7 separate regions of the Mus musculus genome follow, and regions 1, 3, 4, 5, 6 and 7 are each linked to region 2. A link is a contact called in public HiChIP or PLAC-seq and promoter capture Hi-C data. All regions are on one chromosome and are shown on one strand. The core of a region is the stretch at or near the end of the contact, and the rest is flanking DNA. Distances in the headings are between cores, read along the strand shown. Region 1 holds the start of Dpm3 (dolichyl-phosphate mannosyltransferase polypeptide 3). Region 2 holds the start of Atp8b2 (ATPase, class I, type 8B, member 2). Region 3 holds the start of S100a6 (S100 calcium binding protein A6 (calcyclin)). Region 4 has its middle 4.7 kb from the start of Gm23269. Region 5 holds the start of Hcn3 (hyperpolarization-activated, cyclic nucleotide-gated K+ 3). Region 6 holds the start of Scamp3 (secretory carrier membrane protein 3). Region 7 holds the start of Efna3 (ephrin A3).

Region 1 (3,050 bases), core at 420-2,919, 700 kb before region 2:
TTCTCTTTTATTTTACATGGATGGGTGTTTTGCCTGCATGTATGTCTGAGTATGTGTCTGGTGCCTCGGGAAGTCATAAAGTGTTGTCAGACGCTCTGAAACTGGAGTTACAGATGGTTAAGGACATCATGTGGGTGCTGGGAATGGAGCTCAGAGGATCCTCTAGAAGAGCTGCCAGAGCTCTTAACTGCTGAGCCATTTCTCCAGCCCCTCTGGATTCCCTTTTGACATACCAAAGTAAACTAAATTTCCAATCCAGCTACAAAGCTTTGAACAATGGGTCTTTGAACATTTGTTAATTTTTATTTTATGTGCACTGGTGTTTAGCCTGCACGTGAGTCTGTGTGAGGTCTTGGAGTTACAGTCTACTTCTGTCCCCGCTTTGTGATTTCCAAGTGGACCCTCAATCCACTCAGACTAGATTTTTTTCCCTTTAAATCAGGGCCTTCCTTATGTAGTTCATGTTGGCCTTGAACTTGGAGCAGCCCTGCCTCCTGAGCCTTGGGATCATGTGGATGTCCTCAGGACTTTTTCACTCCTCATTTACTCGTTTTTCCAACAACAGAATTGCTTTAAGGAAGGTTTGGTAACACACACATTTAATTCTAGCACTGGGAAAGCAGAGGCAGGAGTAACAAGGGTTCAGGGCCATCCTCAGCTACATCCCATGCTCTAGGCCAGCCTGGAATACATTACATTAGACTCTGTCTCAAAACAAAACGAATACCAACCAGGCTGGAAACAGCTCAGCTGTTAAGTGTGCTTGCTGCTCTTCCAGAGGACCTGAGTTTGGTTCCTAGCTCCAGTGTCAGACAGCTCACAACTACCTGTAACTCCAGCTTTTCTGGCTTCTGCAGGCACCTAAATGTATCCAGTATACGCTCAGATAGACACACATATGCACACATAAATAAAGATTTAAAACCCAAACAAACCAAAAATCAAGCCAAAGAAAACCCCCTTGTTTTATTTAAACTGTTATTGCTACCTAAAGGCAACCAACCCCTTTTTATTAAAAAAAAATTTTTTTTTTATTTTATGCACATTGATGTTTCACCTGCGTGTATGTCTGTGTGAGGGTGTCAGATTCTCTGGAACTGGAGTTACAGGCAGCTGTGAGCTGTCATGTGGGTGCTGAGAATTGAACTAGGATCTTCTGATAGAGCAGCCAGTGCTCTTAACTGCTGAGCCACCTCTCCATCCCCTAGCAACCAACCCTTTATCATATCCTGTAATGGTCATGGTCTTCTTTCTTCTTCTGTTGAATTGCCCTGGAATCACAGGTATATGGGCCTGTGATTTGCAGTTCAATTTGACATGACCAGCCTATTTCTTCAAGACAGGATCTCAGACTGGAGTTCAAGTTTATTCCGGGTACTCTGTAAAATCCTGTTTCAAAATATAAAAGGGCTCAGTGGTTGAGAACTTGCCTAGCAGGTGTGAGGCGGCCTGTTCATGTTTGCTGATTGATGGGTGTGTTGGAAGAATGCTTGAATAATTGAATGAGTGGGCTTTCTGCACTGGAGAATCTAGTTTAAGGGGGGCGATGTAACATTCCCATCTTAACGCAGCGTTTCGGGGTATCCTCCGATTGTCCACAAGTTCCAGCCGGTATCGATGTGGGTCTCCAGAACAAAACGGCAAAAACTCTTCTGAACTCAGATTTTCGAAGAGCAGTGTATAACCAACCTGGATCTGAGCGCGGCCGAAATTGTCCTAAGAACTACAGTTCCCAGAAGGCAGCCCGGAAAAAGGGCGGTAGTAGAAAGGGACTTCCGGATGCTGATGCGGGCCTTGTCAGCGCGGCACACGGAGGTACGCTTAGGTGGCGGGCAGAGTGGAAAGACGGAAATGGGTGGCGGAGACTGGGAATAAATGTCAGATGCAGAGCGGGGATCGGTAGAAAGAACCCTTAGCTTTGATTTTTCTCCCTGCAGCCAACATGACGAAGTTAACACAGTGGCTTTGGGGACTGGCTCTCCTGGGCTCTGCCTGGGCTGCCCTGACCATGGGAGCACTGGGCTTGGAGTTGCCTTTCCCCTGCCGAGAGGTCCTGTGGCCACTGCCTGCCTACCTGTTGGTCTCCGCTGGCTGCTATGCCCTGGGCACGGTGGGCTATCGCGTAGCTACATTTCACGACTGCGAGGACGCTGCCCGAGAGCTGCAGAGCCAGATCGTGGAGGCCCGAGCTGATTTAGCACGCAGGGGGCTGCGCTTCTGACACCTAAACCCATTCCAGTCTGGACATCTTTCCTCATTCCGCATTAAAATGCAGTTTTATTTTCTAATCTTGTGTAGTTTTGAGTATGGAGGATAGCGGTGGGGTGGGGGGTGGGATGGGGATTCTATATACTAGAGGTCAAGAGGTGAGGGGGCAGGAGAACCACCTTACCAGGCCTTACTTAGCTTTGCATTTTGATGGTGTTCTGTTCCCTTCTCAAGATTTTTTTTCTGTTTGAAATAGGATGCCATGTACCCTAGACTGGCCTTGACCCCAGCCATATGGCTGTGGATTATCTCGATTCTAACGTCTCTAATTACAGGCTAAACCCACCATGACTAGACTAGTTTATGTCATGCTGGGCTTCAAACTTGGAAGTCCACAACTGAACTATATCCCCAAAACAGGTTTGTTTACTTGTGTATATGGTTTTAATATATATGGTTTTAATAAGTAGTTCAACCTGGCTTACAACCAACCCTGTCGTGCTACCCAGGCTGCCCTCAACCTGTGGTCCTCCCGCTTCAGCTTCAACCTTGGAAGTGCTGCGAGGCTTCCCATACAAGGCTGCGCAGGAAGCATGGGTCCCTAACTTCCTTCCATTCTTCACAGCTTTCAAGTTGGTTGTTTTTTTGTTTTGTTTGTTTGTTTTTTGAGACAGAGTTTCTCCATGCAGTCCTGACTGTCCTGGAACTCACTCTGTAGACCAGGCTGGCCTCGAACTCAGAAATCCGCCTACCTCTGCCTCCCAAGTGTTGGGATTAAAGGCGTGTGTCACCACTGCCAGGTTTCTTTTCTTTTTAAAAGGACTTCCTGGATCTTTCTAACT
Region 2 (2,816 bases), core at 50-2,549:
CCGCTCTCCCTTCACTAATGTGCACTCCCTCCTTGACCTCAGAGCAGACAGTCCTGAGGGGCACTAAGTCCTTTTCACTCCTGACTCTCCACAACTGTGGCAAGCAACAGTGGCTGCCCCCTTGGCTCTGGAAGAAAAACCTCATGAACAATTTGGCGATGCCAAACCCTCTTCCAGGGCCCCAGCCAGGGTCTCCACCCAATCTAGAGCATGAGTCACGGGGAGGGTGGAGTGTGGAACCAGACGCTAAAGGAGAGGATGCAGGGTGGGCATTGCTGGCTCCTACCCAGCCCCACTCGAGTGGGAGGCTATCAAGCATCGTTAGCCCTAACATCTGGGTCTTCCTTCTTGGAAAGAGTTAACAGTGGAGCAAGCTGACCATCAAGCGTCAAGTCTGGATACAGATCAGGAAAGTACTTTTACCTCTAGGACCCTGGGGAGACTGAGAACAACTTTGGCCCCAATCCTCGAGAGGGGTGCAGTAACAAGGTCCCCCTCTCAGGATATCCTGGTTTTCTAAACCGACTAGGCCCACCAGCCACGTCGCCTTGCCCCGTCACCCTACCCCAGCCCCCTCTGCAGCCACATCTGGGATAAAAATAGCCAGCCATGGGAAAGAGGCAGCGCTCCACGAAGGAAAAAAGACTCCTCCTCTGGGTCTGGCCTCCGCTCCTTTCCAACCAAGAGCCTTTTCAGGGGAAGCTAGCAGATAGACGAGACAGGAGAAAACAATAATACCGGAGGCCACCTTCCTTCCCTCTCCAAGGACAGTATCCAGGACCCACCACACAGCTCTGAGCTCCCAAAGCTAACATCCCTGGCACCCTTGGTTTTCCTGGGGCACAGAGAGACCTCCACCTTCCCGGGACAAATCCTATCAGCCCCAAACTCCCTCTCTAGGCACCTAAAGGCTGGCACCAGGTTACTCCTCACACCCCAGCTCCGCACGCCCCTTCGGGGCCCCATTTTCCCAGCTTGCGCACAGCTACCGGTTCTCTCCATCCTGGTAGCCCTTCTCTCCAGCCTCCCACAGCCGCTCCCCGTGGCACCGCTGCCCGCGCCTCCCAGAGCCGACCCTCCCGGTCCACACCCCCGGCCCCACGGTGGCAGCGCCTTACCTTAGCGCTCCGCGCGCGGCGCTCGGCCCGGCGGCCCCGTCCGGCCCATGCCGGGGGCTGGGGCGGGGGCGCTCGGCTCCGCTGCCCGCAGGCTCCCGCCCCCCCACAGCAGCCCGGCTCTCCTGACCCCCCCGGGGCCCCGGCCCGCTACTTTGTGTCAGTTTCGGCCGCGGGGCGGAAGTGACGGCTGCGGCCACGGGCGGGGGGCGGGAGGGGCTTTGGGGAGGTGAGGGGCGCGGCGTGCGCCATCTTGGTGCGTAGGGAAGGGGGGGGTCCCAAGCTCCAGCCGGGACACGCACACAATCGGCGAGGCTGGAGGACGCTGGGATGCTGCTGCTTTATTTTGGAAGCCAGAAACCGAGCGAATGCTGCTTTCTCTGCCAGAAACCATCTTCGGGGAGGAGCCTGATGCGGGAGTAGTGATGAAGAAGCCCCGTAGCACACTTCTCTCTAGCCCAAGTCTCTGCTGTGCTTCCCTCCTCGCCCTGGCTCATCTCAAGGCCTTTCACTTCCTGAAAAGGCACAGCTATGCATTGACTGGGAGTTGTGCCTCAGTTTCTCCACTTGGTTCTCCTGACGATAAGTAGTTGACTTTGCCCCTTACCACATTCCCTTGGGTGGTATATTACGCGCGCGGACACACACACCTCGAAGAACTATCTGAGGTCGTTGGCGCTCCTGTCAGGCCAAAGGTAGGAAACGTAGAGATTTCCCGAGCTGGCAGCCAGAAGACAGGAAGATAGCTCCGAGGCAGAGCCCTTGCCTAGGCCCTAAATCAAATCCCTAATGCCACAAAGTACGAGTGGTTTTGTTGTGTTGTTGTTGTTGTTTTGAGTCAGTGGGAGGGGATGTCTCACTATGTAGCTCTGAAAGGCCTGAAATTCTCAGAGACCCTAGGCGTGCTCCATCACTTCCGAGTCAAACTTAAACTGGGTTTTGTTTGTTAAAAAGATTCACTCTTAAACCGGGCGTGGTGGCGCATGCCTTTGGTCCCAGCGTGCGCCTTCGATCCCAGCACTCCGAGGCAGAGGCAGGCGGATTTCTGAATTGGAGGCCAGCCTGGTCTACAAAAAGTTCCAGGACAGCCAGAGCTATACAGAGAAACCCTGTCTCGAAAAACCATTAAAAAAAAAAAAGATTCACTCTTGTTAGGTGTGTTGAGTAACACGCTGAAGTCAAAGCCGTTATGGTCTGCATAGAAGATTTCAGTACTCCATAGGGAGACCTCGTCTTAAGACGAAAAAGTGAAGAAGGGAGAGTAGAGGAAACCAAGCTTCTCTCGAGAAGCTCCCAGGCCCTACCCCTCAAAGGATCCTAGGATCCCTCCACCCACCCGATTCTAGAAACCTTCCCAAAGCCAGCGTGCACACCCTCTGGCGGCTCCTTTAAGGAACTGCGTGCCTGGAAGCTCCCAGGGTAGAAGACCAGTCTGGAGTCCTTCAGGAGTGGTAAACAGAAGTGTCCTAGTCTGGCATAGTAATACAAAGAATATCTGTCTTGCGTGCTGGCCAGCTCATGGTGCTCTTGCAGAGTGGGATAAGATTGGTCCTTGTCACAGCTTACACTCCAGCTGAGCTAGAGTAACCAAGTCTGAAGCCTTGAGTTGAGATGCCATCACCTTTGGAAATGGTTCTAAATCCTCAGGATGGTGCAGAGCCACCAGGAGCTGGTATTCGGCTGTGCCCAGGGTGGCCCCCA
Region 3 (2,926 bases), core at 318-2,817, 650 kb after region 2:
CAAGCTGTTTTCAGTAGGAATTGGTATGAATTACAGATTATTATTTCTTTGGATGGGAAGATGTCCCAGGAGCAAAGGCTAGACTAAGCCTTCCTACTGTAATTCATTTGGAATATGGTCCTGTGGTAAAGGTGTGGGCTGGGGCTGGGCTGCTGAGTAGTCTCCTCCTCTTGGGCCCTTGTAGAAGATGAAGGAGAGCAGCATTGATAACTTGATGAAGAGCCTGGACAAAAACAGCGACCAGGAGATTGACTTCAAGGAGTACTCTGTGTTCCTGACCACGCTGTGCATGGCCTACAATGACTTCTTCCTAGAGGACAACAAATGACCAGGACACTGGCAGCTCCTGATCCTGACCTCTGCAGCCTCTTTAACTGCCCCTCCTATGGCCCCTGCCCTTCTCTTTCTCCCAGATGGATCCTTCCAGCAGAGAAATAAAGCCTTATCCATTACACGCACTGGTTTTAAGGTGGTTTGTGTCTTGGCTGAGGCAGGGGAGAACAGACATTTTGGACCACTAAGCCTTGGGCCACACACAGGTGGTCTGTGGATAGCAGGAGCTGGGCTCTCATCCCTCTTCACTGGCAGTCCTTCATCATGGACATTGTTGGAGGTGTCCTGACTTTGTTCTGCACTCCTGTAAAATAACAAAGCTGCCCAGACAGCAAAGATGCAGAGAAAACAAGAGAAAAGGCCGTGAGAGCTAGGAGGCCAGAGGGATGGGCTGTGGCCCAGCAGTGATGGTCCCGCAGGTCTGACTTGGGGATAGCCCGCAGGAGACCACCCCAGGAGCCCTTCTCCTCTCCCTTCCAGGAACACCCCTCCCATTACTCACTGAAGAGTGACTTCAGGATGCTAATCCCTCCCCACACCCTACCAACTTCCTCTTCTCAAGACTCCTCCCCATTACCCCCCCCCACCCCAGGAGAAAATGTTCAAAACTTTTCACTTGAGATGAGTAACTGAGAATGCTCGCTGGGCTTGGCTCTACTATGTGCACATTCATGCATAAGCTGCTCTAAGGATGAAAATCCAGGCAGTGAGTGGGAGGAGGCGAGTGATGTTGCTAGAAATTTATGGTTGGTGGGGGATGCTGTTTAAAATCTTTTAGACTGTGTTCTTTCCCCATGCCCCCTTTGATACAAGGCTCAAAATTCTACCTTTTGGGATCAACGTCTTTAGCTATATATCAAGATTTAGACCAGTGGTTCTCAACCTGTGGGTTGAGACCCCTTTCACAGGAATTGCCTAAGACCATCTGAAAACACAGATATACACATTAAGATTCATAACAGTAGCAAAATTATAGCTATGAAGTAGAAACGAGAATAACTTTATGATTGGGGGACCACCACAACTTGAAGAACAGTATTAAAGGGCCGCAGCATTAGTCAGGTTGAGTGAGAACCATTTCTTAGAGGATGTGGTAGACAGACTGCTTCCCCTCCCTCACTTGGGGACCTTGCCACTAGAGGGCAACAGCATCAGTGTGGTTCCCAGTCCCCCTCACACTGATGCTAACTTTAAGGACACTGCTCTCGGGCTGGCAGAAGGTTCAGCACACAAGCCAGAGTTTCGAGTCACGTGCCAGAAGGGAAAACTAAACACGGAATTAGAGAAAACTTGATGCCTCTGGCTTGCACTGGTCTCCTTTGGGCCCGTTAGGGCCCGCTAAACTCCCTCATTCCGCTCCTAATCCTGGACAGTCCAGGCAACAGGGGCGTGGAAAGTTGAGGGGGCTGGGATGTTCGTTTGCCTTGCCTCAGGCGCTGGGTGGGGTCGGGGCGTGCCAGCACTCCCTGGGCGGACCTCACGGATGCTGGCCACTATAAGGCCGGCCAGACTGCGACACATTCCATCCCCTCGACCACTCCTTTGGCGCTTCGCTGTCGACCGTGCGGTGAGCTCTCGCTGGGGGGTCCCTCTAGGGTCTTTCTGCTCCTGGGCAAGGGGTTAAGCCACTTCCTTCCCCCGTCAGCCTCTGCAGGCTCAGTGGGTGGAATGCATTGGGATCCAAGTTTTCGGAGCCCAGGGAGGCAGGGAGAGCCATGATTAGGTGGGTTGTATCAGGCAAACCCAGAGGCTAATGCATCCCTATGGGGCGGCAACCTGAGTCTGCTCTTCTGGGGTGCAGGAGGGTTTGCCCTGGGTGTGTCATCGTCCCAGTGTGTGGCTATGTCAGGAGGTGCCCAGGGGCACTCTCCATTCTCTTCCTTGCTCAGTCATATGCCCTAGTTCTCTTGGAAGCCCTGGAGGACAGTGCTCACAGATCCCAAAGCCCCTTCCATTCTTATATCCCTCACCTAAGTTGCCCCGGCTGCCACCTGTGTTGGCTTGAGACTGACTGCCTCAGGCAGGGGGGTGGTGAGAGAACTCTCTGCTATCAGCAGCACTGACTAGCCCCTCTGTCAAACAGCTTCTTCTAGCCCAGTGATCAGTCATGGCATGCCCTCTGGATCAGGCCATTGGCCTTCTCGTGGCCATCTTCCACAAGTACTCTGGCAAGGAAGGTGACAAGCACACCCTGAGCAAGAAGGAGCTGAAGGAGTTGATCCAGAAGGAGCTCACCATTGGCTCCGTGAGTAGCCCCTGTCCCGGTTCCCCCTCCTGCCTCTCATCTGAGTGGCATTTAATCACAGTTCCTGATCTTACTTCCTGTGGAGGGATGCTCGTATGCCTCCATGCTGCCCTGTCCCCTGAGGGAGGAGCAGGGGCTGAGGAGAGTAAATCAAGGTAAACCCAAGCTGAAGGCCCATCTTTGGTCCCAACGAGCACTTGTTTGAGAGAGGACTTCCAGGGAAGGGGTAAGGAATCTAGGGTGTTGGCCACCACTGAGTGTGGACTTCTCCTTCTTAATGTATTAGAAGCTGCAGGATGCTGAAATTGCAAGGCTGATGGATGATCTGGACCGTAACAAGGATCAGGA
Region 4 (3,145 bases), core at 357-2,856, 770 kb before region 2:
CATTTAGTTGGGGATGGCTTACAGGTTCAGTGGTTCAGTCCATTATCATCAAGGCAGAAACATGGCAGCATCTAGGTAGGCATGGTACAGGAGAAACTGAGAGTTCTACATCTTTTTTTTTTTTTTTGGTTTTTCAAGACAGGGTTTCTCTGTGTAGCCGTGGCTGTCCTGGAACTCTGTAGACCAGGCTGGCCTCAAACTCAGAAATCTGCCTGCCTCTACCTCCCAAGTGCTGGGATTAAAGGCCTGTGCCACCACCACCTTTCAAGAGTTCTACATCTTAATCTGAAGGCTGCTAGCAGAATACTGACTTCTAGGCAGCTAGGGTGAAGGTATTAAGCCCATACCCACAGTGACACACCTACTCCAACAAGGCCACACCTCCTAATAGTGCCTCTCCCTGGGCATAGCATTTACAAACCATCACAATTATTGTTGTTGTTGACAGAGTCTCTCTACATAGCTCTGGTTGTCCAAGAACTCCTATGTAGACTAGCCTGGCCTCAAATGCGCAGACATCTACCTGTTTTTCTGCTTTACTCAGGGGTGGGCTATGCTCAGTTTTAAGATGTATTTTCATTACGTGTATACCCACTTGAGAGCTGGTATCCCCTGGAGGTGGAGTTAGCAGCAGCTGGGAGATACTGGATGTGGATACTACAAACTACCTGGGGTCCTCTGGAAGAGCCATCTCTCCAGCACACTTCCCCACCCCCGCCTTTAGCATCACCCTAGACTCTAAGTTCCAAATCAGGGATTTGCTCATTGAACCTAACACAGTGTATCTATCCACCCCACCCCACCCCCGCCCCCAGCGTATCTATCTTTAGCTAACATTTAGTATGCCAGTCCTGGTGGCTCTCACTGAGCACTTGAGAGGTTGAGGCAGCAGGATAATCGAGGGTTCAAGGCCAGGCAGGACACCCTGTCTCAAAATATTAAAACCAAAACCGCCCCAAAGTGGCAGCAAAATAATCTAAAGAGTTTTAGGTTCTTACTACTGCGGGAACAGCAAGATGCCCTCCAGGAATGGGAAAAGGAAGAGTCACGGCCCAGAGATGATATCAGGCTGCAAGGGCTCTTGAATAATTCACAAGGAGAGTGTAGCCTCAGGAAGGGTTGGTATGCAGCCAGGACAACAAAAACAAGTAGGAGGTAAAGAACCTTGCCTCACCAGGGCAGTTTCTGGAGACTTAATCTTCCCTGTGCTGAGGTTCCTTAAGGAGTAAACTCAGGAATCTTGATCCGATCGCACAGGGTAAGCTCACTGTGCAAACCCAATCGCCTCTCCTAACCTATTCGCAGTGCTTGGCCCTACAGACACAGTGGCGCATCAGCCACCCTCGCCTCAACCCCTGTTTGTGTAGTCTACATTATAGACTAAGAACAACGCGGGTCAGTTACACGACTCTGTCCCAGGAGAAACAATGAAAAGAGAAGGCCTGGGATCCCACTTTCTAAGGAGCCTCAACCTCCTCGCTAAACCGAAAGCTTAGCCTCCAGTTTCGCGCCTGCGCATTTTGGTACTGCAGCTCTAACCCAGCAGGCTCTGAGGGAAACTCGCCTTGCCCACCTCACGCTCCCCCAGACGAATCTCACGCCCAGCCCTCGCCTCTAGTAACTTCTATCTTCATGCCTCATTCGTCTCAGGCCCCTCCCACAGCCCCACCCTCACACTACACCTCGCCCCACCCCCGCCTCACGCCACGCCCCGCTCCCGTATGGCGTCCCGCCCACTTGCCTTTGGCTGCTGTGATTTCCTTTAGCCTCCGGTTGGGGCTGCTGTTTCTCTGATTAGACCTCAGGCAGAATTGATACTGGTCAATTCTGCCTGAGTTTGGTGCGTTAACTTTTTCCTTTCCAGCATTTGCACGGAACCATCCTGTTATCATTATTAGTTGCTGTGCTAGTTAGTTTTTGTCACCTTGACACAAACCTAGACATTTGGGAAGACCCTCATCTAAGGAATCATCTCCGTTTGATTAGTCTGTGGAGCATATTTTTCATATTTGATTGGTATGATAATAAGATCCAGAGCACCGGGTGGTACTACTCGACCCCTGGATAGGTAGGTAGTCCTGGGTTTAAGAAAGCTAGCAGAGCAAACCATGGGGCACAGTCATCGTTCCAGTTTCTGCTATTGCTCCTAACCTGACTTCCCCCGTGATGGATTGTGTCTGGGAGTCGTAATATGAAATGAACCCTTTCCTCCTCAAGTTGTGTTTTAGTTATGCTGTGTATTACAAAGACAAACCAAAACAGTTGCAAAAAGACTTGTGTTTTACAAATAAAGAAAAGGTAAAGGCTCAGGGAGTACGCTATTGTGTAGTAGCCAGACAACTTAAGTCTGGTCCCTAAAATACTTAACATGGAAAAGAGGAAGCCTACTCACTCATGTGGCTGCCAGCGTGCACCTGGGAACATGCACTCACATACAATAATTAAGTAAATACAACAGAATATAAGTTTAATTTTTAAAAGGGGATGAAAGGCGGGCCAAAAGGCTCAACCATTGCTGGAACACACTGTAAACACAGAAAGAAAAAACAAACTCTACAAAGTTGTCTTCTGACCTCCACACAGGTGCCATCATTCTCCTGCCCCACCAAAAAACACAAGAAAGGTTTTAAAAAGAGGTGATCTGGGCATCGTTATGCAAGCCTTTAATCTCAGCACTTGAGAGGCAGAGTCAGACAGAGCTCTTTGAGTTTGAGGCTAGCCTGACCTACTTAGATTGTCCTAGTCCGGGATACATAGTAAAATTTGTCTTTTTTTCTCTCTTTCTCTCTTTCTTCCTTCCTTCCTTCCTTTCTTTCTTTCTTTCTTTCTTTCTTTCTTCCTTTCTTCCTTTCTTTCTTTCTAAGACAGGGTTTCTCTGTGTCACACTGACTATCCTGGAACTCACTCTGTATAAAAGGCTGACCTCAAACTCAAAGATCCATCTGCCTCAGCCTCCTGAGTGCTGGGATTAAAGGTGTGGGCCACCACTGACCAGGCCAACAATCAGGTTCCTACTGAAACAAAATTAGGCTTCTGCCTAAGATTAGATGTAGATCATCACAGATAGATGTAGATCATCACACAACTGAAGGCAGTTGCTGTAAGTTAGACAAAAGAGCTGTATGGTATTATGAGTTTGTGTCAC
Region 5 (2,989 bases), core at 483-2,982, 800 kb before region 2:
CCTCCAGGCTACCTGTGCTAAGATGCGCAAGGACAAGCTACATTGCCTCAGAAGAAACTGTAGATATGAGGTCAGGAGGGGAGCAGGGGACAACATTCAGAGGAAAAAAACAAAAAACAAAAAACACTGGAGCACACATGACGGTTTCAGGGCTAATCCCAGCGTAAGTCCTAAACACAGTCCCTTCTGATTCTGATTGCAAAAATCAATCCTCTCAACCTCCAAAAAAGCTTGTTAGTTCCCAAGTCCAGACCCACCCCCGAATGCCCCTCAGACTTGAATGTTTTCACTCAGCAACAAACCCCTGATGTTTCTTCCTCCCCTTCCACAGCTGCAGAGGAGAAATCTTGCACTGTGAGACACTGGGAGAGAGGAGGAAAGGTTGGCCGCGCCATCAGAGCATCTTCACAGCCTGACTCACAGGCAGTCACAAGCCCAGCGGGTGATGTGGTAGAGGACTGCGAAGCAACACAACTCTGAGGGGGATATGGCTTCTGGGGATATGTCTGAGGGTGAACTGGGGGAGGGGAGGGGATCTGCTGGAGAACAGATAGGCAGGTGAGAGCGAAAGAATAAAGAGGACTGGAAAGAACAACGCAGAATAGGGGACTATTTACAGGGAGTGAATGTTTGAGAATGGAAGATACTGTCTGGGCCTCCGATTGTGTTTCCAAGCTCCAGAGACACACCTCATTTCTTCAACTGAAAGCTGTCCTTCACTGTCCCCAAGGGCAGGGCTGATTTTCTCCCCTAGCGACCTTGATGTAGACGTACAGCCTGAAGGGGACAGTGAAATGGCTACATCCCAGTTCTCTGTCCCTTTTCTCTCCGGGAAACACCTGGGCGGTGGCTGAGCCCCTGCTTTCCTTCCCAATCTTTCTGAGTACCCGCCCCGCCCAGCCGCATTCCGCCTTCAGCACCACGGACAGCAAACAGAGCTGTGGACCCGACTGACCCCTGTTCTTCTCCAGCGTTCCCAGCGTCCCTGATCTGTTCTACTGAACTGGGCAAGTGCTCGGTGTGTGGTTAAAGCGTGGTAGAGAGTGGAACTAGGCTTCTTCCTCAGGTCTCCAAGCTTTGGGGCATGATATAATTTCCCACATCCCCAGAAAACAGTACTGAAAAGAGGCAAGGTTTCCAAACTCCGATGCTCTCTGTGGTCATTGAGGTTCCTGCATTGGGTGCACTAAGTCCTCGGAGATTACCTGATGTTCGCTGTCCCTTATGCTTCCCTAACCTGACAAAACACTGAGGACCTCGGGGAAACCCGCCTAGGAATTCCCAGGCTGGGTTGGGGGAGGTGACTCCACCCGGCCGGTAGCACTGGTGTCCCTCGCTCTCCCCGTTGAGCCCCCCGTACCGGAAGTCGCTGTAGGGGTGGATGATCCAGGCCCCGGCGGACTTCACCCTCTCCTGCTCGATTTCTACTGCTTTGTGGCTGCCGAAGACCCGGAGAGAGAACTTGTTGACCGTCGGCTGCAGCAGCGTCCCGAGCTGCCGCCTCTTCGGCTCGGGCGCAGACTCCGGCACCCCACCTGAGGCCGCGCGGGCCTGGGCCGGAGCCGCAGGAGGCGTCTCGCGTGCAGGGGTCGCCGCTTCGCCGGCCCCCGCCGCCGGCCGCGCCTCCTCCTCCATGATTGCCCTCACTCGTAGGGCCTCCCCAACCGGTCCAGGGCCATGGCGGGCGCGCAAGTCTCTGGGAGAGCAGCCCAGGCAGGGGAGCTCCGACCCGCGTGCGCCCGGGGCACAGGGGGCGTGTGCAGGCGACAGACGTGCGAGAGCTGCGCCCCCTGGCGAGGGCTGCGTGAGACTGGGCGGGGCGGGGCGGGGCGGGCCGCTGGCACAACTGCTGCCCACACTTTCCCGAGAGGGCGTGGCTTAGGGGTCCTGAGGGTGGGTGGGTGCTGTGTGTGTGTGTGTGTGTGTGTGTGTGTGTGTGTGTGTCTGTCTGTCTGTCTGTCTGTCTGTCTGTCTGTGTCTGTGTGTGTGTCTGTGTGTCTGTGTGGTGGGAGTGCTCAGCTTGCTTCTGGAGGCGGGAAACTCACTAGGGCATATGCAGCCTGGGGACCTCCTGAGGGTCAGGGACAGAATGGGAATCTGTTCTGACCATGTCCTTTCTCAGCACTCTCCTAGGAGTCTTGCTATGCCAGAGATCCTCTAAACTGCTTTCTGTAGTATGTGTTTCCTAATTCATTAAGACAACCTTTAGCAAAACCATTCACTGAGTGCATGCTGAGGATGCAAAACTGAGCACAGAAATCTTAGCTAAGTCAATGGTTCATCTCCATAAACAGATCAACAACCAAGGAAATACCATACTACATGCCTTTCTGAGCTTTACGTGTAGAACAACTTTTTTGTTTTGTTTTGTTTTGTTTTGTTTTGTTTCAGACAGGGTTTCTCTGTGTAACCCTGGCTGTCCCGGAACTCACTTTGTAGACCAGGCTGGCCTCGAACTCAGAAACCCGCCTGCCTCTGCCTCCCAAGTGCTGGGACTAAAGGCATGCACCACCACCACCCAGCTTCTTTCCTCTTCTTACAGCCACTGCCTGAGATAAACCGTCATAATCTCCAACTAAATTATTTCAAGAAGTTTACATTTTGTTTTTGACATGGGCTGTAGCTCAGGCTGGTCTTGAACTTCTGATCTTCCTCTGAATTTCAAGCACTGGGATTACAAATGTGTGCCACTCTACCTGGTCTCAGAAGTTTTTAATAATTTTCAAAGTCTGCTGGACTTGGTGTTGCAGTCTTTTAATCCCAGTACTTGGAAGGCAGAAGCAAGTGGATCTCTGTGAATTTGACACCAGCCTGGGCTATATTGTAAGTGCTAAGACAACCAGGGATACATAAAGAGACTGTCTCAAAAGAAAAAAAGAAGTCTTCACCAAATTCTCCTAGACAAATTCATGTTTCAGTCTCCAAGTACACTTTCTACATCCACATGACACTGTTCAGTTTTCTTAAAGTCCTTCCAAGTGTCTCCATT
Region 6 (2,943 bases), core at 388-2,887, 790 kb before region 2:
AAGTACTGTCCACCATCTAAAGGTTGCTTCTTTCTTCGGGTGGTTGGTCCCTGGAGTGCATTTTCTAAGTGGAGGTTAGGGCAGGAGGGGGAGGAACATTGAAAGAAGATAATTTGGTCAACGGTGGACAGAGGAGATCGAGGGTTCACAGATAACCTCATCTATAGACAACCAGAGGAAAGCAGACAGAAAAGAATAAACTACCTTTGAAAAGCTTACACTTTACACTTTAATGTGGAGCTAAGGAAGAGTCATGAGGTTGACAAGTATATACAAGTAAAACAGAATATTAAGGATTAATTGTGCTAGTGGGAAGGTAGGTTGAGCTGTAATATCAGAAATATTATGACCACATAATGTTGTGATAAGGTAGCTTTCAAATTCCATGCAAGCCGAACTTTGGTTCTTTTTCTAAAGAGCAAAAGTGGGGCTTTAGAGGAAGCAGGGAGTCGTAGGTGACACAGGCCTGCAATCCCAGCACTCGAGAGGCTCTTGTGAGGCCGAGGCAGGTGTTCCAAGTCAGCTGCAGTGCGTAGCTCCAGAACAGCCTCGACTGCACAGTGAGACCCTGTCTTGAAAAGGAAAGAAAGAGAATGAAGTTTGTAAGGCATTGCCTTACCTTCTTCCTGCCCTCCACCAGCGGTATCTGACCTCAGAGGCAGAGGACCACCACCAGCTCTTCGATCTGATTGAAAATATGCTAGAGTATGAGCCTGCTAAGCGGCTGACCTTAGGTGAAGCCCTTCAGCATCCTTTCTTCGCCTGCCTTCGGACTGAGCCACCCAACACCAAGTTGTGGGACTCCAGTCGGGATATCAGTCGGTGACAATTAGGCTTTGGGCCCCCTGCTCCTTGTGTAGCAGTGGGTGTCCAATCCAGGACACTGGTGCTTTTTTATACAAAAGAACAGAGGCAGAACTTGCCCTCTCTCCAGCCCCTGGCTCCTTTGTACCTGTGAATATGTGGAATAGTGTAAATATGACAGAACTTGTACCTATCGATTCAACCCCTGACATGTATATACTACTATTTACACTCTCCCAACCTCATCTGCCCCTCATGTGGAGGTGGATGGGGGGCAGAATGACGTAACCAGGTGGTGTCTACCCCATGTTTTATAAGGGATTTTGTACAGTCTTTGTGAAATAAAATGACATGCTTCATCTGACCCCCCCCAATCCCTGGAATTTGAGGTTCGAGGGTACTGGGGTGAAGGAGTGAAATAATTGGTAGCCATCTGAATTTGGGTATAAAGGCCTCTTTGTCCTGCCAACTTAGAGTCACTTATATGCACTTTGTATTCTGAGGTAGTAAAAATTAAAGTAGATGCAATCAGGTAGAACTTGTGTGATCTAGAGTAGTGAATGTCAGGAAATAGCTTTGGCCCTGTAAATAAATGGATAGTGACAGTAGCCTTGAAGTTATGCCCTTCAATAGATCCAGAAACCCGTGAAGAAAACTGAGCTTCCCGCCACTAACCTGTGCGCAAAGATACCTTCTGAGCTGCTTAACATGAAGCTACCTGGGATATGTAGTTCATGCCTGCTAGGAAGTCACGTGGAGGAAGTGTGACTCTGGGCTGCGGAGACTGGCTTAGGGATATCACGTGCGGTACTTCCCGCTTTTGGGTTTTTTTTTCCTCCCCCCCCCCCAACTGAGGCGCAGGCGCAGTCCACTGCTGCTGCGGGAATCTTCGCGACTCTTCCGGTTGTTTCAACCAATTGGAGCACAGGGAAGCGAGTGGACCAAGCACACCGGAGGGAGTTCTTTGGGCCGCCACCGCCGTACTGCCGGGGCAGGGGCGTGTAGGGCAGGGGCGGCCGGGTTCACTTGCAAACATGGCTCAGAGCAGAGACACCGGGAATCCATTCCCCGACTCCGGCGAGCTTGACAATCCCTTTCAGGTGATTTGCGCCGGCCTTCTTTGGCCAGTCTGCATACTGTTCTGTGGGGTCGGAATGCTATTCCCATTTGTGACTTTTGACCCAGGGTAGAAGTGTCGCTATGTGAAGGTGGCGGTAGCTCGAGACCAGTGAACATGGGGAGCTAAAGGGTTGCGGGCTCTGCCCCTTTAATGAGCGGGTTCTAGCTATGTAGAGTGATAGACTTGAAGGCAAATGTTGGGAACAACGGCGTGGCACCAAAGGCTCAGTACTTGGAACCACGAGCAGTTTCGGGAAGTTCCTAGGAATTCCTTTGACACCGATTGCCCGCTGAGCCCCGTCTCTGCTCTCAGGACCCAGCTGTGATCCAGCACCGACCCAGCCAGCAGTATGCCACGCTGGACGTCTACAACCCCTTTGAGAACCGAGAGGTGAGCAATTAGAGGGAGCACAGAAGAGCAGGGAAAGCCGAGTGTACCATGAGCTCTGTCTGAGCATCCTGGGGACTTTGTTAATGCAACCAAATGATGAAGTGGTGTGCTTTTAGCTTCCCGAGAGACGTTAGCCAAGCCAAACCTAATCTCGGACAAAAGGGTCATCTAGTTTTGAGTTAAAGAAGTCGGTCCAGGGAAGACTTGTTTGAAGAGCATCAAGGTTGGGGCTAGTCATAGTTGAGAAACCCGTGCGATCAGAGGGCATATGAGGAGGGCAGTAAAAGAAAGTAAGGGTGTGGGGGAGCTGTGGGGATGTAGCTCAGTTGGTCGAGTGTTGCCTACCAAGTGCACTACCCTAGCCCTCAGCACTACATGAACCCAGTATGGTGGCCCGAGTATATAATCCTAGCATTTGAGAGGTAGAGGCAGGTGTATAAGAAGTCACCCTTAGCTAGTAACAAGTTGGAGACCATGATGGCATGTGAGACCCTGCCTCAAAAAACAAAGAGTCAGATGGATTAATGGGTAAAGGCTCAGTTTGCAGCCTAGACTAAAACCTGACTTCAGCCAGTCCCCCAAGAAGGTGATGAAGGCGAGAACAAACTCCTATAAGTTGTCATGTGACC
Region 7 (3,152 bases), core at 464-2,963, 640 kb before region 2:
TGTAGCGGGGCGGGGGTCGGACGTGTAAATCTTAAGGGGGGGATGAGCAAGATAGATACAGCAGGGGAGTCAGCCCTCGGGGCCCCCCGGGGAGGATGGAGTCCCGCTCCGGGGGGGAGGGGCTGCAACCCCACCCCCGAGGTTTCCATGGGAAGCGAAAGGGGGGCGTCATTAGCTCATCCCCACCCCCAGTCTGACACTCTGGGCGCGAGGAGAAAGAGGGGGAGGCGCAGAGCCCCAAACAACAAAGAGCAGAGCAGCAAGCAGGAGCCCCTCCCCCGGAAGGTTGGGGGTCGTGGTCGAGGCCCTTCAGGTCCCCTCCCCTGGGGTCTCACCATTTGTTCCCTAGTCGGCCCCCAGGGCGGAGAGTCAGAAGCAAAGCTGCCGCCACCGCCCGGGCAGGTGTGACAGTGATCCCCGTGTCCCCAGGGATCCCCCTACCAATACACTGAGGTGGCCAGAGTGATACACACGACAGCTCGGCAGGGAGAAGACAAGGGCAGCAAGGACTGTGCAGAATGATGGCCCGGTCCGGCAGCCGGCACCGAGCCGCCGCGCCACACACCGGAGGAAACCACACGGCCGCCCTGACACCCGCCCAGACCGCGGCGGCGCCAAGAGCCACCCCAGCCCAGACAAGACTGGCCACGCGGACACCGACCGCAGCCCCCTCCCCGATCCGCCGCCCGCTCCCACCCCTAGACGGTCGCCGACGCAGACACACAAATCACACACAGACACACGCACACTGACAGCCGCGCACGCCCGTTCACACTCAGTGCCATACGCCGTCCCTAGCTTCAGTGCGTGTGTGTGTGTGTGTGTGTGCGTGTGTGTGTGTGTGTGTGTGTGTGACATGCCGACATCTCTGCCTTCTTCCTTCTCACCAGTACCCTGCGTTCCTAGGGCCCCCCAACTTCGCGACCCTGGCCCGGCTCACCCCAGCAGGGCTTATTCACACAACCAGAGCAACCCCTTACCCTTCGTCCTGAGGAGGTGGAGAATCGGAGTTCCTGCCTTAATGCCGAACCCCACTTTTAAAACCAAGAGTCTTAAGCAGAACCCCATCAACATTACAGGCTGAAAACAGGTCATCCTTCAGCTCCCAAACGCAGCGGCCTATCCCTAGCACACCGGTACTCACAGACTTCAACCTAGCCAAAAGGAGCGTGGATGGTGGGGGAGACTACGGGACAGAGAACACTATTCCATTGGCGAGTGTGGAGAGAAACCAAGATGGGGTTAGGGACCCCCAACAGCCTCCTCCGCACGGCCAGAGCGCTCTTTACTATGCCCCAACAGCTTCTCTCAGACACCCCCGAGTTTCACAGACGCCCACATAGTGCGTCCCCTCTCCCTCGCCTCTCGGTACCAAGCCTGTCTCCCAGGACTGCTGCCAGGTTCCCCTAGGACTTCTCGGGCCCACCAGCTCCCCCATCACTGACGCGGGACGCACGGGTTCTCCGGGTCCCCGACTCACTGCTGATTGGAGCTGTTCCAGTATACCGCATGCCGGTTTCCCAGTGCGCCCCCAGGCCCCTGGGCCAGCAGCGGCAGCAGCGGCACGGGCACGAGCAGCAGCAGCAGCAGCAGCGGAGCCGCCGCCATCCCCGGAGCCGCCGCCGCCGCCGCCCCCCGACTGAGCCCCGCACTCCCGGCTTCTCAGCTTCCCAGCTCCCTGCTGCCGCCGCTGCCAGCCCCCAATCTTAGTCACGCCCACAATCCTTCCCTCCGCCCTTCTGGGCGCGCCCCCGAAGCCCCGCCCCTGGCGCGCTCACGCGGGGCTCCGCCCCACTTGAGCCCAGAGCGCGCCGCGCGTGGGCGACCCATACTGTGTAGCCCCTTTAGGAACAACGCGCCTCTCCTCTCTCCTAGGTGATTTGCTGCAGAGGTTTGCGTCTTTAGGTCCCCCAAGCTTGGAGTTCACAGAAGGATTTGGAAGCCAAGACCTGGACATACATCTGGTGTAGGTCCACACCTTTCTCCATAGAGTGTGGGGGCGTTGAGCGAAGATCTACGTCTGGAATAAGCAAGAGTAGACCCATATCGGACCTCTACTTCCTCCACCCCTTTCCATGTGTGCAAGGAGTTAAATGGACACAAGATGGGGAAGCCTTCAGGTGGTACCAAGAGCTAACAGCTGGCTGCCTGAAGGCCCTCACCTGAAGCCAAACCAGAACACCTCAGCCCAGAGTGTCACCTTCTGGGGGCTGGGCACAGTAGCTATACTTCCTTAATCCTGACACTCTAGAAGCAGAGCCTGGCAGATCTCTGTGAGTTCGAGGGCACCTACATTGGTCTGTGTAACAAGTACCAGGCCAGGCAGGGCTACGCAGCGAGACCGTGTCCCCCCACCCCCACCCCCCGCCCCGTCTCAAAAAAAAAAAAAAAAGCCTAAGCCTTCTATGGTAATCCAGGGCAAAGGTATTTGGTGGTGGTGAGTTGCCAAGGCGAGTTGGAGCCAGGCAGGAATGGAGCAGTCTTCTTGGAAAGCCCACAGAGGTCCCCTCACTGCCTCCGATTCCCTCAGTGATGTCCTTAGGCACGCTCATTCCTGCTTCCATAGATGCTTTCTCTAAGGACAGAGGGCACCTTATATTCCAGCACTTGCCACAGCAGTTGTCTTCTTAGGGACATACAGGCACAAAGATGACATGCACACAGCGATGGGAGAGAAAAAAAATAAAGGTGTCCATATCCAGAAACAGGAGCAATGGACACTTGACATACAGTCCAATCTAGGCACACAAGGTGCCTATAGAGTAGAAATTGGTGTAAACATAGGCCCCTAGACAGAGACACTGACGTATACAGACACACTCTTCTCCCATGTGATTGACCCTCTTTGTGAGGGATCCAGAATACAGATCTACTAGGCATTCACCCCTTATCTTGTCTCTTTCCCAGAAGCCCAGACTGAAAGACAAAGCAGAACCGGGCCTTACTGGGTTCTTAGAACCCACAGCACCTGTGCCCAGGGAGGCAGGCACATTGCTGTTTTGTTGTGTTTCAAGAGGTAGGAAAGATAGCAGCACCTCAGTCAGTTACCTTTGGCAGTACAAGGCCCTGACCACACGCCTGCCTTGGGGGAAGGGCACCGCATGCACAGTAGGTACCATGCCTCCCTGCTGCTAGGCAAGAGTGGGTGCTGT

Evidence for each region. Promoter capture Hi-C pulls out the DNA fragments that hold promoters and counts their contacts. HiChIP or PLAC-seq counts read pairs in DNA pulled down with a chosen protein or histone mark.
Region 1: a contact with region 2 is called in an H3K4me3 HiChIP or PLAC-seq map of forebrain, with 7 times the contacts expected there. The contact joins the promoter of Dpm3 here to the promoter of Atp8b2 in region 2. A contact is called at or near these places in 4 of 39 promoter capture datasets (cranial neural crest, embryonic stem cells, hippocampal neurons and 1 more), 1 of 115 datasets of contacts at active chromatin or transcription factors (forebrain) and 1 of 9 other capture datasets (adipose tissue).
Region 3: a promoter capture Hi-C map of pre-B cells shows a contact between it and region 2, with 5 times the contacts expected there. The contact joins the promoter of S100a6 here to the promoter of Atp8b2 in region 2. A contact is called at or near these places in 3 of 39 promoter capture datasets (cranial neural crest, pre-B cells and stem cell-derived epiblast-like cells).
Region 4: a contact with region 2 is called in a promoter capture Hi-C map of pre-B cells, with 2.6 times the contacts expected there. The contact joins the enhancer-like site here to the promoter of Atp8b2 in region 2. A contact is called at or near these places in 6 of 39 promoter capture datasets (the C10 cell line, cranial neural crest, embryonic stem cells and 3 more) and 2 of 115 datasets of contacts at active chromatin or transcription factors (forebrain and memory CD8 T cells).
Region 5: a contact with region 2 is called in a promoter capture Hi-C map of pre-B cells, with 2.9 times the contacts expected there. The contact joins the promoter of Hcn3 here to the promoter of Atp8b2 in region 2. A contact is called at or near these places in 5 of 39 promoter capture datasets (the C10 cell line, hippocampal neurons, liver and 1 more) and 1 of 115 datasets of contacts at active chromatin or transcription factors (large pre-B cells).
Region 6: a promoter capture Hi-C map of pre-B cells shows a contact between it and region 2, with 4 times the contacts expected there. The contact joins the promoter of Scamp3 here to the promoter of Atp8b2 in region 2. A contact is called at or near these places in 4 of 39 promoter capture datasets (cranial neural crest, embryonic stem cells, hippocampal neurons and 1 more) and 2 of 115 datasets of contacts at active chromatin or transcription factors (large pre-B cells and memory CD8 T cells).
Region 7: a promoter capture Hi-C map of liver shows a contact between it and region 2, with 5 times the contacts expected there. The contact joins the promoter of Efna3 here to the promoter of Atp8b2 in region 2. A contact is called at or near these places in 14 of 39 promoter capture datasets (the 3T3-L1 cell line, the C10 cell line, cranial neural crest and 8 more), 2 of 484 Hi-C or Micro-C datasets (cerebral cortex and embryonic stem cells) and 4 of 115 datasets of contacts at active chromatin or transcription factors (embryonic forebrain, embryonic stem cells, forebrain and 1 more).

The regions. Positions count from the first base shown.
Region 1 is chr3:89,264,792-89,267,841 of GRCm38.p6, forward strand. It overlaps Dpm3 (dolichyl-phosphate mannosyltransferase polypeptide 3), which reads left to right and starts at 1,670. Exons shown (of 2, transcript NM_026767.4): 1 at 1,670-1,815; 2 at 1,938-2,288. The coding sequence starts at 1,943. The coding sequence ends at 2,221.
Region 2 is chr3:89,962,039-89,964,854 of GRCm38.p6, forward strand. Atp8b2 (ATPase, class I, type 8B, member 2) reads right to left here and starts at 1,300. Exons shown (of 28, transcript NM_001081182.3): 1 at 1,119-1,300. It also overlaps the pseudogene Aqp10-ps.
Region 3 is chr3:90,611,327-90,614,252 of GRCm38.p6, forward strand. It overlaps S100a6 (S100 calcium binding protein A6 (calcyclin)), which reads left to right and starts at 1,568. Exons shown (of 3, transcript NM_011313.2): 1 at 1,568-1,900; 2 at 2,417-2,578; 3 at 2,865-2,926. The coding sequence starts at 2,441. It overlaps S100a5 (S100 calcium binding protein A5), which reads left to right. Exons shown (of 3, transcript NM_011312.2): 3 at 185-454. The coding sequence ends at 328.
Region 4 is chr3:89,195,030-89,198,174 of GRCm38.p6, forward strand. No RefSeq gene overlaps it. Among named protein-coding and RNA genes, the nearest start is that of Gm23269, 4.7 kb to the right of the region's middle. Within about 2 kb of position 1,607, at least 351 of the 459 cell types and tissues checked have an H3K27ac peak or open chromatin away from gene starts, as enhancers often do. A contact at or near this core is called in forebrain, memory CD8 T cells, pre-B cells and 1 more, where this site is marked.
Region 5 is chr3:89,158,425-89,161,413 of GRCm38.p6, forward strand. It overlaps Hcn3 (hyperpolarization-activated, cyclic nucleotide-gated K+ 3), which reads right to left and starts at 1,733. Exons shown (of 8, transcript NM_008227.1): 1 at 1,361-1,733. The coding sequence starts at 1,635.
Region 6 is chr3:89,175,754-89,178,696 of GRCm38.p6, forward strand. It overlaps Scamp3 (secretory carrier membrane protein 3), which reads left to right and starts at 1,638. Exons shown (of 9, transcript NM_011886.3): 1 at 1,638-1,904; 2 at 2,237-2,314. The coding sequence starts at 1,839. It overlaps Gm45927 (predicted gene, 45927), which reads left to right. Exons shown (of 19, transcript NM_001310017.1): 12 at 2,237-2,314. It overlaps Clk2 (CDC-like kinase 2), which reads left to right. Exons shown (of 13, transcript NM_007712.4): 13 at 641-1,334. The coding sequence ends at 826.
Region 7 is chr3:89,321,226-89,324,377 of GRCm38.p6, forward strand. It overlaps Efna3 (ephrin A3), which reads right to left and starts at 1,714. Exons shown (of 5, transcript NM_010108.2): 1 at 1,481-1,714. The coding sequence starts at 1,608.